Linked DNA regions of Sus scrofa: all the other regions are linked to region 1. Evidence: chromatin contacts called from public Hi-C data. All regions are on one chromosome and are shown on one strand. Each heading gives the region's core, a stretch centred on a gene start, on an enhancer-like site or on the middle of the called end of the contact. The rest is flanking DNA. Distances are from core to core; before and after follow the strand shown. Region 1 has its middle 390 kb from the start of ADAMTS20. Region 2 has its middle 320 kb from the start of PRICKLE1. Region 3 has its middle 230 kb from the start of ADAMTS20.

Evidence for each region. A called contact is a pair of places that touch in the nucleus more often than the background predicts.
Region 2: a Hi-C map of embryonic fibroblasts shows a contact between it and region 1, with 1.6 times the contacts expected there. The contact joins two enhancer-like sites. A contact is called at or near these places in 1 of 47 Hi-C or Micro-C datasets (embryonic fibroblasts) and 1 of 2 datasets of contacts at active chromatin or transcription factors (skeletal muscle).
Region 3: a Hi-C map of embryonic fibroblasts shows a contact between it and region 1, with 5 times the contacts expected there. The contact joins two enhancer-like sites. A contact is called at or near these places in 5 of 47 Hi-C or Micro-C datasets (embryonic fibroblasts, fibroblasts, skeletal muscle and 1 more) and 1 of 2 datasets of contacts at active chromatin or transcription factors (skeletal muscle).

The regions. Positions count from the first base shown.
Region 1 is chr5:74,278,845-74,281,960 of Sscrofa11.1, reverse strand. No RefSeq gene overlaps it. Among named protein-coding and RNA genes, the nearest start is that of ADAMTS20, 390 kb to the left of the region's middle. Within about 2 kb of position 1,365, at least 2 of the 83 cell types and tissues checked have an H3K27ac peak or open chromatin away from gene starts, as enhancers often do. A contact at or near this core is called in embryonic fibroblasts, where this site is marked.
Region 2 is chr5:74,141,880-74,144,959 of Sscrofa11.1, reverse strand. No RefSeq gene overlaps it. Among named protein-coding and RNA genes, the nearest start is that of PRICKLE1, 320 kb to the right of the region's middle. Within about 2 kb of position 1,504, at least 3 of the 83 cell types and tissues checked have an H3K27ac peak or open chromatin away from gene starts, as enhancers often do. A contact at or near this core is called in embryonic fibroblasts, where this site is marked.
Region 3 is chr5:74,436,353-74,439,795 of Sscrofa11.1, reverse strand. No RefSeq gene overlaps it. Among named protein-coding and RNA genes, the nearest start is that of ADAMTS20, 230 kb to the left of the region's middle. Within about 2 kb of position 2,080, at least 4 of the 83 cell types and tissues checked have an H3K27ac peak or open chromatin away from gene starts, as enhancers often do. A contact at or near this core is called in embryonic fibroblasts, where this site is marked.

The DNA.
Region 1 (3,116 bases), core at 116-2,615:
TTCAAAGGGCACGGTCCTTCCATTCCAACTATTATGTTATGTGAATGTAGAAACATGTAAAAATAAAATAAAATAAAATAATGTTCGTCTCTTACACCATACTTGCTCACACAGCTGGTTCACTGATCAAGAAATAGTGCACAAAGAAAAGCCAGTTCTCACACAAGCCCACTTAATCAAGGCCAGTGGGTGGTGAGATCTCCATGGGGGAAAAAAATGGGAATTAATATTCTTTTTTTTTTAATAGTTGTTTTTCCAATACATTTTTTTTCTGCTGTACACATACATGTACACATTCTATTTTCTCACATTATCATGCTCCATCATAAGTGACTAGACGTAGTTCCCAGTGCTACACAGCAGGATCTCATTGCTAATCTATTCCGAAGGCAATAGTTTGTACCTATTAACCCCGAGTTCCCCAACCACCCCACTCCCTCCCCCTCCCCCTGGAATTAATATTCTTAGTAAGAGATCAATGTCTACATTAGATCAAAAATTGGCTTGAATAAAAAGATAATTTTGTGTTATAGAGAGAGGAGGTAGGCACATTCCATTAGGTATAATGGAGCAGAACAGTTAAAGGAAGAAGAGTTCAAGTTCACAGATGCAAAGAAATACAGATACAGACAAAAAAGCTCATTGCACAATGCCAAGCTCAAACTCCACCATGTGAATGAAATGCCTTTGTGGTTTAGGCAACTATTGGGAGTGTACTGGGTGTTGGCGTTCATCTGGCTACAGCCTACCTGGGAAGTACTGAGGAACAGCAGTTGATGGAGAAAGACAGGACTCTCTTAACAGTCCTATTTCCAGCTTGGCGACATCTATAATACTCAACTTGCAAGAGAGTTATGGCTATGCCAATGCTGGAAGCAGTCTGCTACCAAACATTTAGAAAAAGCTTTAGTTTTAGCCAGAGAGAAGCTATAATTAAAAAAGAACATGGCTGGATACATTTTAATTTTAGCAGATACTCTGCAGAGTTTATGTTCTTAACACAGGCCCCCCACCCAAAAAATATCAGTTGCTCCTTATCATTCATTTAATTTCAAGCTGATTTGACAAACTAAGAGAGCAGTCGGGATGGGGGGGAAATGTTTTTAAAGCAAAGGAAAAAGAAAAAAAGACTCTGCTGCATATTTAATTATGTTTAATGGTGTTGTCTTCTTGTTTGCTTGAATTCATCAAGAGTTAAAAGGGCTGTTTCACTGCTCAGATATGACAGAGTGGTTATTTGTATTGAAGGCTTTTGGTAGAGGTGGTTTTCTGTATGGGCTTTGAAGGAGGGGAGGGGAATAATTCAGCAGATGGGGACTGGAAGATTTTTCTTTCATGTCTCAAATACAATATGAAGTGAACTATGAAGTTAACCAGCCACAACTCTTTGCAAAGGTCAGCTGGTCTCAACTGATTTCATGTTCTTGCCACAAAGTACTCTTGATCTAAAATAGATTATGTGGAAAAAATCAGATGCTGCTCTATCCAGTATTAATTCATTTCAAATATTTGCTTCAATTCCAGGATAATAAACATAGCCTTGGCCCAGTAATTCTTTCCCAGTTCTAATCCATACTTAATTATCTATGTTGACCTTACAAATGTATTATTTTTATTCATGTCATGAATGCTTGGATTTTTGTGTGTGTGTTTTTCTTGCTATGTTTTTGGGTTTTGTTTTATTACCGTTGTTATTTTTTTGTGGGTTTTTTTTTTTTTTTTCCTCTTTTGGAGACTTTTTTTTTGTTCACTTGTTTGTTTTGACTAGAGCAGTAAGTAAAGGATAGATTTCAACCTGGAAAGACACAAATGTAAGTATACTAGATAAATCGTGAACATTAATAAATCCTTTTCTTTGCAGTATAATAACATATACACTTTCCTGAGCATACAGAGGGAAGACAGTCAGTAAGACATTATTTATTAGAAACCTGTAATTTGTTTGAGAAACAGTTATTTGAGGATTCTATACCCTCAACATAGAGTGTATACAGAGAAATAAATAGGGATATGGTTTCAACCTTCAAAGCATTTCCCAATGTGCTCAGCTAACAAGATTAAATAATACTTGAAATAACAAGGAGCAATTTAAGGTAGTGTGCAACTAAGTATTCATCCTCAAATGGGAGGTCAATGTGGGTTAAGATTAGAGAAAGCTCAGCGAAGGAGGTAGAAATTAAATACTGGAGAAATGACCTCAGTGGTTGGGCGAGACCCGGAATGTCACTGTGGGAAGGAAAGGCAGGAAGAATCACTGAGCCTAAGTAACAAAACTGCAGTAAAAACAGAAGGAGGCGGAGAAGGAGGAAGAGAGAAGAGGGGAAGGAGGACTTACGGTGAAAGTTGGTTATGCTCTGGGAACAAGGATGGGTGTGTTACGCAATCTAGAATACGTGTGACATTGCGTTGTGAATACATTCATCTGGAGTTTTTCGGTCTGCAGACATCTTTCAGCATTTCTCCACAGCGGAGAGTCTCTTGGAGCGCCCCTAATCCCTTCCTGGGTCCCCTTTCCAGCCAGCACCACCCATTTACAAGAATAACAGCCAGCAGGAAGGGGGAGCAGAAGTGAGGAGGAGACAGCTTTCTCCTGGGCGCTCTTCTGTGCTCTTTTATTATTTGCACCTTTCTGTAATCAGAAAAAACCAAGTTCCTACTGCTTTTCCAGGCCCCAATAAGATAACCACTGTTTCTCTCTTTAGAGACTGTACTGTATTTGTTCCTGCTTTGTGGCCGTTCACTACAGCTTATTTCTCCGGGGTTGCATTCCCTCGCATTTCTGTATGATGGAGAAGAAAGCCCTCTGGTAAAATGTGAGATTTGGTAGTGTCCTAATATTCAATGGCTTCTAAATTAGGTTTACATTTTTAAAGGAACACTATTACCAGAGTTCCCGTCATGGCTCAGTGGTTAACGAATCCGACTAGGAACCATGAAGTTTCGGGTTCGATCCCTGGCCTTGCTCAGTGGGTTGAGGATCCAGCGTTGCCATGAGCAGTGGTGTAGTTTGCAGACACAGCTCGGATCCTGCGTTGCTGTGGCTGTGGTGTAGGCCAGAGGCTACAGCTCCAATTCGACCCCTAGCCTGGGAACCTCCAAATGCCACAGGAAATGGC
Region 2 (3,080 bases), core at 255-2,754, 140 kb after region 1:
TCAGTGGGCAAGCTGCAGCATAGATCACAGATGCAGTTCAGATCCAGTGTTGCTGTGGCTGTGGTGTAGGCTGGCAGCTGCAGCTGTAATTGGACCCCTAGCCTGGAAACTTCCATATGCTAAGGGTGTGGCATTAAAAAAAAAAGAAAGAAAGAAAATGCTATTCTCGTTCCACCAAGTTCTTCTGCCCTCTAGGGTAGCTGTCCCCAAAACTGCCAGGACATAAGAATCAGCTGGACAGTTGCTTCAAAAAAAACCAGATATCCAGGAGTTCCACTATGGCACAGTGGGTTAAGGATCTGGCATTGCCACAGCTGTGACATAGGATACAGCTCTGGCTCAAATTCAGTCCCTGACCCAGGAGCTTCCATATGCCAATGGGTGCAGCCCAAAATGAAAACAAGCAAACAAACAAATAAGCAGAGAAACAGGTCCTACCCTACCAAGATTCAAGATTCTGATTGCTCAGGGATGGAGTAGGGCCTGGATATTTATCTTTTGATAAACCTCCCCAGGTGATCCTGATAAGCTGAGATTTTAGGAAACACTGACTTACCAAAATCAGTGATTCTTGACTGGCAGGACAGTGGCTAATCACCTGAGCAGACCTCACCAGCCTTGCTGCTCACCCCCCCCGCCAGCCCCAAGAAGCCAGTTCGGTCACACTGAAATTGTCAGGGCCTGCCTTGCACAGTTCGCAAACATTATGCATATGGTTCCGACACTGCACATTAGTTGGGAATCTGGGATATGGAGATATCATCAGAAATAAGTAAGCCCTAAATATTTGGAACTCTGCAATCTGTTCTGACTCTCCAGCATTTCAGTTTGTTCAGAAGCAAACCAAAGAATCAAAGAACCAAAACCATGGAACAACCACTGAGAGACCATTTTTTCTTCACCTGTCTTCGTTAGTAAACGAGCCCCCAGACAGTAGAATTTCCAGTTTAAGTTGAAAACCCTTTAGTGTAAGGAGGGAACATAAACTCTCTCAAGCGTCCAGGGCAGGATGTAACACCTCATTTCCCAGTGTCCTTTCCTCGGTATCGCAACCTGCTTCCTCCGTGTTGCCCTTGTCGGAGACGGAGAAGAACAGATGGTGGCAAAAGCAGGAACCTGGTAATGGAGGCCGGGTCCGCTTGCGCCTTGTCGTGGCTGTGACCCACCCCACCGCCAAATCCCCTTTGCGCCCTCGACCGTGAGATCAGAATGACAGCCCAATTTATCAACGGTGAATATTGGTGTAAACAACTTCAAGGCCGGGATATTTTTCATACCCCCTTGAAAACTGTCATCAGTTTTGTCGACTAGTAAGGCAACCACTGATCCATTTAAGAAACTGTCAGCAGGTGGACAAAAAAGTGAAAGATGGATGCTTTCCAAAGGTCTTAGGAAAAGAGGCTCCAGCTGTCAGAACACATGACTTCTGATGCACCGTCTAGTCGAGCCACGGAGCAAGAGTGTAACCCTCACCACCAGAGTTAGCAGCAGAAGGAACAATTCACTTCAGAAGGAAATTTCCAGACACGCATTCCTTAGTCGTGAGGTGTATGGTACAGCAATGTCGTCTGTGCCACAATTATCCAAAGGGCCAAATTTGGGATTATGAACTCGTGTCTCAGAAACTCTAAATGGAGTCCTGCCCCCATCCCCCACCTCCCCCCAACCACCACCACCACCACTTTACTGAAAATGATTAAAACCCACTGCTTGGAATCTTACACTGAGTAAATCTGGAAAATTTCTTTTCGGAAAACATCATAGATCATCACGCTGTCCACCTTAAAAATCAACAGATCAGCTGGACTTTGCAAATTCACATGTCACTTACAGTCATTTAATGAAAAAAAAATTTTTTTAAGTGTAGTATTTTTTAATACAGAGACAAGTTGGTAATACAGTGGTTTTGCTTTAATATGGCCAATCACCAAAAAATATATTCCAGTCAAGTGTTTGTCATGTTTAAGTGATCTAATTCAAAAATATTCTCAACCCTTAGCCCTCGGGGATACTGGCAAAAAGAGCCAGTTACATATTGCCACCAAAACGTTAATAAAATCATTTGTTTCTAAGTAGTAGATATAAAATAACTTCAAAAAGTGTAAAGTACTATACAAATGTAATATTCAATTACCATTGTGTGCTGTGGATGTATCTTTGAAGTAATATATTATAAACAAAACATAAATTCAGGACTCATCTTAATAACATTTCAATAATGTAAGTATTATTAAAATTAGCATTTTTTTCACTACAGTGCCCTTCAGTGTTATATGTATTTTTGATGGTGGCTGTACTTGAATTGTTTATAAAATGGTGAGATATAAGCAAAAGAATATAAATCCATCCACAGAATAAAATGGAAAATGACTGAAAAACAGTAGGTTAAGCCCATTCCTAAGTCCATGAACAATTCAGTATTACGTTCAAAATTTGCATTCAATTAAATCAACTTTATAAAAACTATTCTTTCTTTTATATCATTCGACTTATATGGGACAAACTTATACTAACATCAAACAAACTCATCATTTCCTCACAAATGTTGGTTTCCATGAGAATGAAACAAAAAAGGATAAAGTAAAAAGAGAAAAAAATATATGTGGAGTTACAGTTAGATCCCACACCTAAGTTTCTTGAGTCTTGTCCTGCCTTTTCTGGGTGTTCAGGAGACTGCTTAATTCCACAACAGCTCTAAATGAAGCCCCGAATTCTCAGGAAAGAATTGATTTGCTTGCTAGGAGCAAACGGTTGTCTCAAAGCCATTTGGCCAACTGGTCCACCGCAGACTCCAGCTCATTGTGTTAAAATGGAATCTTAGCTTGGTTCAGGGCGAGTCTCAGGTGGGTTCACTTTTCCGTATACAAAGAGTAGGTTTCCTAAGACATCTCACACATGTTCTGATTAGTTATTTTGTTTGTGATTTGGTGGTTTAGTTATTTTGGGGGCAGGGGTGGCTAGCCATGGCCACTTCCTAAGGAATGAAACGCACATTTATATAGTGTCCTACAGGGAGTTCCCGTCATGGCACAGCAGAAAGGAATCTGACTAGGAACCTTGAGGTTGTGGGTTCGATCCCT
Region 3 (3,443 bases), core at 831-3,330, 160 kb before region 1:
GATCTGCCCAGCCTCACTCGAGTTTCTATTAATAGACAGTTAACCCCTGAACAACAGCAGGATTAGGAGCACAGATCCTAAAATCCGTATATAACTTTAGAGTTGACCCTCCCTATCCATGATTCTGCATCCACAGATTCAACCGACTGGCAAGTGGTGTAGAATAGCCATATCTAATATCGAAAAAAATTCTGCATATAAATGGATGAATCCTTGCAGTTCAGATCCATGTTCAAGGGTCAACTGTATTTTTTTTTTTTTTTTTTTTTTTTTTTTTGGCTGTGCCCACTGCATGCAGAAGTTCCCGGGCTAGGGATCAAATCCTCACCATAGCAGTGAACTGAGCCACAGCGTTGACAATATTGGATCCCCAAATGTTGGGCAGCCAGGGACCTCCTAAACTGCACTATCTTTTAAAACAGTTTCCCTCAAACAGACTGTAAGCCCTTGAGGGAAGGGATTACCTTTCTCATTTTCTTAGTATCATCATTGTACTTAATTTAGTGTGGTCAGTGTTCATTTTTCAATAAATATTTACTACTCGATTCTGGATTTAGTACATTATTGTGTTGCATTGAACATAATTCTCTGGAAAAGTCCAATGATTTACTTAAACAACATGAACTGCAATGTGCTATAGCTCTTCAAAAAACATTGGATTGGTATGGGGCAATGTGAAAGATTAAGATTCGAGTTTTCTAATTAACTCTGTACAGTTCTTCCCTTTATATCTCTCATCCATGTTCAAAAAACTAGGCTCATGATTTGATGTTTTAATAGTCTTTTAAAAGCAGGTTCTCACTTGCTTCGAAAGCCGTATACATGAAGCCAAGAACAGGTTAAAACCTGGTCACCTCATTAATACTTTTAGTGGCAGCCAAAATCAGGTTAGGATTCAGTCATCTCATTACTACCTTATTCGGCACCTCCAATTTAGTAGCCAGGTGAGGTATTAATGAGGTGATTGAGTTCTAATCCACTTCTGTGCAAGCAAAGGCACAGTATTTAAGGCAGATGAGGACGTGTTGTGAAAAATTCCCACTAGACATCAGTTATTCAACCCAACCAGAAGAATAGTCTGCTTGCAAGATTGTTATGAATGATATTCATGTTATGAATGATATAGCATGTTTCAGACTTAAAACAGTGTTTGGCTGTATTATGTCACTTCACACACACAACTCTGTATGAAATAGTCTATTATTATCATTATTTGACAGGTGTAAAAATGGAAACTCAGGTTAAGTGACTTATCCAAGGTCGCACAGCAAATAATTGGCAGAAATTGTCTGCCTTCCTTTAGGGGTGACACTCTGCATTCCTTCCCCCTTCCCCAGCCCTGTCTTATTATTTTGAGAACACCTCTCAGGTGACTATTTATGCACAGCTGGATACGAGAAGTACTGAACTTTGGCAGTACTTTATAAACTGGGAGTCATGATATGTTTGTGCGTAATGAAGCCAATTTGGTGGTCTGAAGCCACCATACAACTATGAAACAGAATAGAAATTTTTGGAGTTTTTTACAGGCAGTGAAGGTAAATATTTTCCATGAAACTTTTCCTTTAGTTTTACAGGAACTAGATGGATGTGTATACAGGATCTAGATGAATATGAATTTCTTGCTTTGATTATGGGTTCAAAGTCATTTGAAAAACACTAGCTGGGGTTATAAATTACATAGAGGCGAAGAGGGGCAGAGTGCACTGCTTTTGAAGGAGAGGTCTGTATTGTTAGAATTATCTCCCTCACCAATGTCTCCTTGGGGAAATTTTTATGAGGGGTAAGGGGGCAATTAAGAGCTGCAGGAATGGAACAGGCTTCTAGAGTAGAAACTGCCTTGTTAAGAAAAGAATGACTCCTTCATTTGTCCTTTAAATGTAGAAAGCCTCATGGTTTTTGTGGTTACATTTCTCAGCTTGTTACGCTGGAAGTTTTTCAGCTAACATGGCTCATGTAGAGACATGTGACTTTGATTCTTACATGATAAACCTGGGGGAGTCTGCATGGAGCAGGCTTGCTCTGTTACACTCTAATCCTCTTGCAGCAACAGACAAGATGTTTCCTTATTTTTGCAGCTGCTGCTGACTCTGGTTTGGACCAAACCAGACCAGAACTGACACAACTGTAATTTTTAATGCTAATAAAACTAATATGCTTCAAGAAGTTGGGCAAAGTAAGTTGGACCAAATGTTCCAGTTTTATTTTCTGAATAATATTTCTTGGGATGTTGGTTTTACTTTGAGCTTCACTTGGGTGTGTGTGTGGCGGGGGATGGGGGGGAGCTTTGAATTATTCCCATTCAAGAGGAACAAAGCTGAACTCTGTACAACCTGACATACAAGCCCACACTGTCAAACTTGAGGTTTAACAAGGTAGGTAGCTGTTACTTTAAAACCAAACAAACGTCAAAGGCCTTTTATTTAGCTCTTCTTAGAAGAAAGGAGAAAATTAAAAGAATGAAAGTGGTTTGTATAAAATAGATAAGCAATGAGAATTTACTGTATAGCACAAGGAACATCTTGCCGTAACCTATAATGGAAAATAATCCTAAAAAATACGTACATATAACTGAATCACTTTGCTGTATACCTGAAATTAATGCAATACTGTAAATCAGGTATACTGCAAGAAAAGAAAAAGGAAACAAAACACCAGGAGGCTTAAAAAAATTTAAAAGTGATGTTGGGCAAATATCGCTATTGGTGTTTTCCTGGAGACACTGTTACAAGTTCGATAAGCATGTTGCCCAGCACTTTCTCGTCTTGCCAAAAAGTATCTTCTCTCCTGGCTTGGTACATGCACAGGCCCCCAGTAATGCCTACACATGTCCATTCTGACCTAATCATTTTATTAGTCCAGGTAACTGGAACATGTCTTATTTCCCCGGTAATGCTTCTCCTTGCAAAATAGGTAACCCATCAAGTTGAGATTTTCAAGTGAAGCCATGACAGGCAAAATATGGCATCTTAATCTTACATTTCAAAAACTGTTATTAAAGTCAGGATATTTGGTTAAGTACAGTAGACGTCAAACATGCTGATCTCTCCCCCAATCTGTCCTAACCTCATTCCAGATGACATCATACAATCAAGGAAGATCGTTCTGAAATCGATTCCATTAAAAATCATATTCAAGGAGTTCCCGGCATGGCTCAGTGGTTAACGAATCCGACTAGGAACCATGAGGTTGTGGGTTCGATCCATGGCGTTGCTCAGTGAGTTAAGGATCCAGTGTTGCCATGAGCTGTGGTGTAGGTTGCAGACGCGGCTCAGATCCCTCGTTGCCGTGGCTCTAGAGTAGGCTGGTGGCTACAGCTCCGATTCGACCCCTAGCCTGGGAACCTCCATATGCCACGGGTGTGGCCAAGAAATGGCAAAAAAGACCAAAAAAAAAAAATCGTATTCAAGTCCTGCTAGATTAACATGTGCACATTTCAGTGT